Regions from separate parts of the Sus scrofa genome. Here region 1 is linked to region 2. A link is a contact called in public targeted proximity ligation data. All regions are on one chromosome and are shown on one strand. The core of a region is the stretch at or near the end of the contact, and the rest is flanking DNA. Distances in the headings are between cores, read along the strand shown.

Region 1 (2,700 bases), core at 20-2,519, 180 kb after region 2:
ATTAAAAGAAAGGCCCACCCAATGCTTGAGGTTTATTCAGGATTCACCTCTCCTTAGAGTGTCTCGTTACCTGCTGGCCTCAAGGGGGTACAGCCTCCTCTAAAAACCTTTTGGACCAAGGATGGGTAGTGATCCCTTCTCTTTAATATCGGGTTCAAATTCGACTTGAGTATAGGTGAGGTTAAGTAATCTGAATCTTAAGTAATCTACTTTTAGATACCTCCCAATTGTGCGGAACACTTGGCCAAGAGATAGTACCCGGGCAGTTTCCTTATTGTACTTCCTCTGCTTATCTCCACCACTGATGATCAAGGCTCAGTGATGAGGCCTGTTTTCTGAAACCATTCTATTTAATTTTAACCCCAGGAAATTCTGCAACATCAACCCCTACAAACCCAGACTTGCCCAGCCCGAAAGGGGAGGTGACTCCCAAGCCTGAGCGCAGCAGCCAGCCTGCCAAGAAGGCCAGAGTGGCTGTGCAAGCAAAGCAGCGGCTGCAGAAACGGCAACTTCCCAAGAAGGCTTCTTTCCAAAAGCAGAATGGCGTCTCCAAAGGGACAGGCTCAGAATTGTCCACTGTGTCTTCTGTCACAAAGGTCCAACCTTCCTCCAAGCTCCAGGATAGCAAGCAGCCAGCTGAGAAAGCAGTAGTGGTCAGGGAACCAAAGGTGGCTGGGAGACTAAAACAGTCACCCAAACTGCAGTCCTCCAAGAAAGTTGCCTTCCCAAAGCAGTGTGTTCCTCCCAAGGGCATGGACCCAGAAATCCCTCCTGTGCCATCCCTCTCCAAGACCCAGGATGCTTTCAAGCCTGAGGACTGCAATCAGCCCCTTGGAAACACCACCACAGGGGCTGAGAAGGTAAAGCAGCAGTTACCAGAGCAATCTTTCAAGAAAACTGCCTTCCAGAAACAGAATGGCACCCCCAAGGGACCTAAGACTCCCACCATGTCCCCTCGCAGTTCTAGCAGGCCCCCACCAGCGAAGAGGAGAAAATCGCAGTCCAGAGGCAGCAGCCAACCACTGCCGTCTTCAGTGGATGGTTGAACTAGACTGGGGTGGTTCATTGCCATTGTTACTAGGTTGGAGCTCTTACCTCCGTGAGGATGGCTTTCCCACCGTGGATGTGAAATTTAATACACAATTTGCAATCTTGCCATTGTGGTTTTTTTGCTGGTTTTTTTTTTGTTTGTTTGTTTTTTGAGGGTACTGGATGTTGGCTTTGCTGCTTTAAGGGTAGGGGTGGGAGGGTGGGATAGGGATCCTCTAAAGAGGGGATCGTGTGGTATACTGAGAAATCAAGTCAATTCCAGGCACCTGGGATCCTTTGACTTCCCCAGGGACCCAGGAGAAGGCGAGGCAGAGCCCGGGTGTTCAGACTGGAGCGAGGAGGGCAATAGGGGTGTAGGGAAGATGGATTTCGCGCTACTACAACCATGGAGTAGTGGAGGATCTGGGTTTGATGACACTCTGCCATCCTGGCTGGATTCCGGGCACAAGCAAGCGGTCCGCTCAGACCAGGGCTCAGCCTCAGACCCGGAAAGGTCGGTCCAGGTGCCAGCTTCTCAGCGAGCCTTTCATTGGCTTTCTTCCTGCCCTCCTCCTCTCCGCTGACCTCTGCCCCCTCGGTCGAGCTGTCTGATTGGCTGCCACACGTCCCCCTGGCGCCTCATTGGCTCTTCTCCCTCACCCTCCATCCCTGTTCCTGCACTAGTCTCCATCTCCCAGCAGAAGGCGCAGCCATGAATCCGTTATTCGGCCCCAATCTCTTCCTCCTCCAGCAGGAGCAGCAGGGCCTGGCCGGGCCGCTGGGGGACCCCCTGGGAGGTGACCACTTGGCCGGAGGCGGGGACTTGCCTCCGGCGCCGCTAGCCCCGGCCGGCCCGGCTCCCTATTCGCCCCCCGGGCCGGGCCCGGCGCCCCCCGCCGCCATGGCGCTCCGCAACGACTTGGGCTCCAACATCAACGTGCTCAAGACCCTGAACCTCCGCTTCCGCTGCTTCCTGGCCAAGGTGCACGAGTTGGAGCGCCGCAACCGGCTGCTGGAGAAGCAGCTGCAGCAGGCGCTGGAGGAGGGTAAGCAGGGCCGGCGGGGCCTGGCTCGCCGCGACCAGGCCGTGCAGACCGGTTTCATCAGCCCCGTCCGGCCCCTGGGGCTGCCCCTGGGCTCCCGGCCGGCCGCAGTCTGCACCCCGTCGGCGCGGGTGCTGGGGTCGCCCGCGCGCTCTCCGGCCGGCCCCCTCGCGCCCTCCGCGGCCTGCCACCCAGCGCCCTCCACCTCCGCCTCCACCGCCTACTCCTCGTCGGCCCGCTTCATGCCCGGCACCATCTGGTCCTTCTCTCACGCCCGCCGGCTCGGGCCGGGACTGGAGCCCACGCTGGTGCAAGGGCCTGGCCTGTCGTGGGTGCACCCCGACGGGGTGGGCGTCCAGATCGACACCATCACCCCCGAGATCCGCGCGCTCTACAACGTGCTGGCCAAAGTGAAGCGGGAGCGGGACGAGTACAAGCGGAGGTAGGGACCGGGAAGGTGGGGACGGCGCACACCGTCAGGCCACACTCGGGCCGGCCGGGGCTAGCTGTGCCTCCGGGAGCCGATGGGGCCCAAGAATCAGGGAGGAGTCAATAAGAGTAAAAAAGTTCCTGCTGTGCAAGGAGGAGCTTGGAAGTCCGTAAGACGACGGAATTGGATACTCTGAGA
Region 2 (2,751 bases), core at 198-2,697:
CCTGGCACTCCCTCTGTGGGTGGGGGAAGGGGAGTTCGAGGGGTGATACAATCTCTCCACAAGGCCCTCCCCCACACACGTGCTTCTCTGGGGGCACCTTCCACCCCCTTCCGCCCCTCTACTGGAGGCTCTCCCGCTAAGGCGCATCCTTCGAAGCACAACCAGCCTCTGCCCGGCTCTTCCTGCCTCCGGGGCGGCGGGGAATGGGGCACCCTCCTCCCAGCCCCGCTCCCCTCGTCCCGCCCCCACCTACCCGCTGCCTGGCCCACGCGCAGACGGAGGAGGCAGACGAGGGCGCGGTCCCGGTCCCGGAGGCTCACGGCGGCGCGGTACTCGCCGGCGTCGTCGCGTCGGGCCGGGCGCAGCCACAGCGAGAAGTCCCCGCGCTGGAGGCCGCGCTCTTCCAGCTGCACGCGGGGCTGCAGTGGCGGCCTCCCGATGCGCAGGCCTCCGGGAGCCACCCTGAGCACCGTGTAGCGGCGGGGCCCCGGGCTCTGAGGGGAGGGCGCCGCGGGGCCCCTGATCAGGAGAGAGTTGGGACTGAGAAAGCCAAGGGAGAAGCAGCCCCAGGCAAGAGGCAGTCCGACCAAGAGGCACCCTTTGAGGATGAGAAAGCCCACCCAACGGGAAGACCTCTGGCCTGCTAAGCCTCCCCCATCTCTCCCCCCCCCACCCCACCCCCGCGCGCCTCGGGTTGGGCCGGCACCATCCAGTACTGGGGAGGCAGGTGGGATGCGGGGCGTGAGGGGAGCAGTCTGCGGAGAAAGAGCGGAGGGGGCTGCAGCAAGGGCAGCAGGAAGGCTGAGACACTGCTTCAGCAGGACTGACAGCTCAGGGGAGAAAGCAGAGTGCTGACTTGGCTCTTGGATTGTCCATCTGGACGCCTTTACTGCTGGATTTGGGGATGCTGTTGCCCTTGTTTGGGGTGCATACCTGTCTGGTAGATGCTGCCAAGTGACTTGTCCTGTTCGCAGAAGGCTGAGATCCTGGAGGGGGATTGTGGGGCTGCAGGGGAGCTGGGCAGGAGCCCCCTCCTGGGCCCACACCACCGGGACCTCTGCCCTTGGGTCTGGAGCCTCCACTGGGGAGGAAAAGAGAGGCCAAGGGGAGGGGCCATGAGCCAAGAGACTTCAAAGTAAAGAAGGAGCCTCAGCTGCTACCCAAGGGAGAAGAAACAGGGCCGAGGAAGACCTTGGGTTTCTGCCCCTTCCTGGCCAAGGGGGAGACGGGAGGGAGGCTTTGGGGGCTGGAGGACTGCCCCAAGAAAGGCATTGTTAGATCCACCCAGTCTAAGGACCTTGGCATCCCTGTGGTCATCCCTGCTGACCCCACCCCCACCCCCGCTGTGGGTCCGAAGGTCAGCCTTCCCAGAGGGTCGTCCCCACCTTACCTGCAGCCGCGCAGAGCAGTTGCAGAAGCAGCCAGATGAGGAAGTGAGCCTCCCCCATCTCCCCTGAGGCCTGGACCACACAGCCCTCCAAAGGGAAGAGGTCAGACAGTGGAGAAGGACTAACAGACAAAAGAGAGAGGTTCTGCAGAGAGGGAGTGGGTGGAAGAGACTCCAGAAAAAGAGGGATGGAGGCCTGGGGAGAGAGGGAGGAACCAATGAATCTAGAGGAAAGCTGGCCGGATCAGGCAGCAGGAAGGTGGGCTCAGGATGGGCTGGGGGGGGTCCTCAGGGATGGGGCAGGGTGCTGGCAGAGAGCAGAGTGGAGACAAGGTGGCTGTCTCGAGCTGGAGGCCGTTCTGCTGCTCCCAGGGCCGCGGCCCCTGTCCTTCTGCCTTCCCTCCACCTTCCCCACTTCCCCTCCCCGTTGCCCCCCCCAACACCCCAGGGCTCACGGTTTCGCTTCGCAGTGGAAAGTCTGAGGGGGCTGATTCCCAGCAGCGTTACCCTCCACCCCTGTGGTGGCGCTCCCCTTGTTTATTTCCTCAGCCCTGGGTGTCCCCACCGCCCCCTTCTCCCTTCCCCCACCCTCCTTTCCAGGGGACGGTCTGCCCTTCTCACTAAACCGTTTCTGCCTCAAACTACCCACCTGCCCATCTCTGAGCTGCCTGGGGGGGGGGTGTGTATTCACGTGTTCTTGGCCAGCCCTTTCCTGGGTACTCACCACCTCCCTCATTCCCTGAAATCTCCAGAATTTCTTTGCCCCACTCCACCTCCCTCCCCCCCCCAGCCAATGACTCCTAGAAATGTTACTGTGCCCTAAAAGATGGTAGGTCTGAAGAAGCGCACCCCAAACACAGGGAAAATAGCTACATTGTATGGCTGTACTGCCTTCACTATGTGCTGTGTGTTATAGTGGACACTTTACACACCTTAAAGTCATGAAATCTAAGATTATCCCCCATTGTATAGATGAGAAAACCAAGGCAGCTTCAGAGCTGAAACAATTTGCCAAGGTCACTTAGGGTGGGTGAAGACAAAAGCTAGCCAGTGTGTGTGTGTACTCTGGACCCTGAGTGAGCTGAGTGAGTCATGGGTGTCTTCTCATCTTTTTTTTTTTTTTTTTGTCTTTTTTTGTCTTTTTAGGGCCCCACTTGAGGCACATGGGGGTTCCCAGGCTAGGCGTCAAATCAGAGCTGTAGCCACTGGCCTTCACCACAGCCACACGGGATCCCAGCCGCGTCTGTGACCTACACCACAGCTCAGGGCAACGCCAGATCCTTAACCCACTGAGGAAGGGATTAAACCTGCATCCTCATGGATGCTAGTCAGATTCTTTTCCAGAGCCACAATGGGAGCTCCAG

What was found.
Region 1: a contact with region 2 is called in a targeted proximity ligation map of alveolar macrophages. A contact is called at or near these places in 2 of 47 Hi-C or Micro-C datasets (heart right ventricle and skeletal muscle) and 1 of 2 datasets of targeted methods (alveolar macrophages).

The regions. Positions count from the first base shown.
Region 1 is chr5:64,114,426-64,117,125 of Sscrofa11.1, forward strand. It overlaps IFFO1 (intermediate filament family orphan 1), which reads left to right and starts at 1,270. Exons shown (of 10, transcript XM_021092432.1): 1 at 1,270-2,514. The coding sequence starts at 1,742. It overlaps NOP2 (NOP2 nucleolar protein), which reads left to right. Exons shown (of 16, transcript NM_001244246.1): 16 at 367-1,157. The coding sequence ends at 1,046.
Region 2 is chr5:63,933,607-63,936,357 of Sscrofa11.1, forward strand. It overlaps LAG3 (lymphocyte activating 3), which reads right to left and starts at 1,448. Exons shown (of 8, transcript NM_001105306.1): 1 at 1,391-1,448; 2 at 934-1,081; 3 at 254-519. The coding sequence starts at 1,448.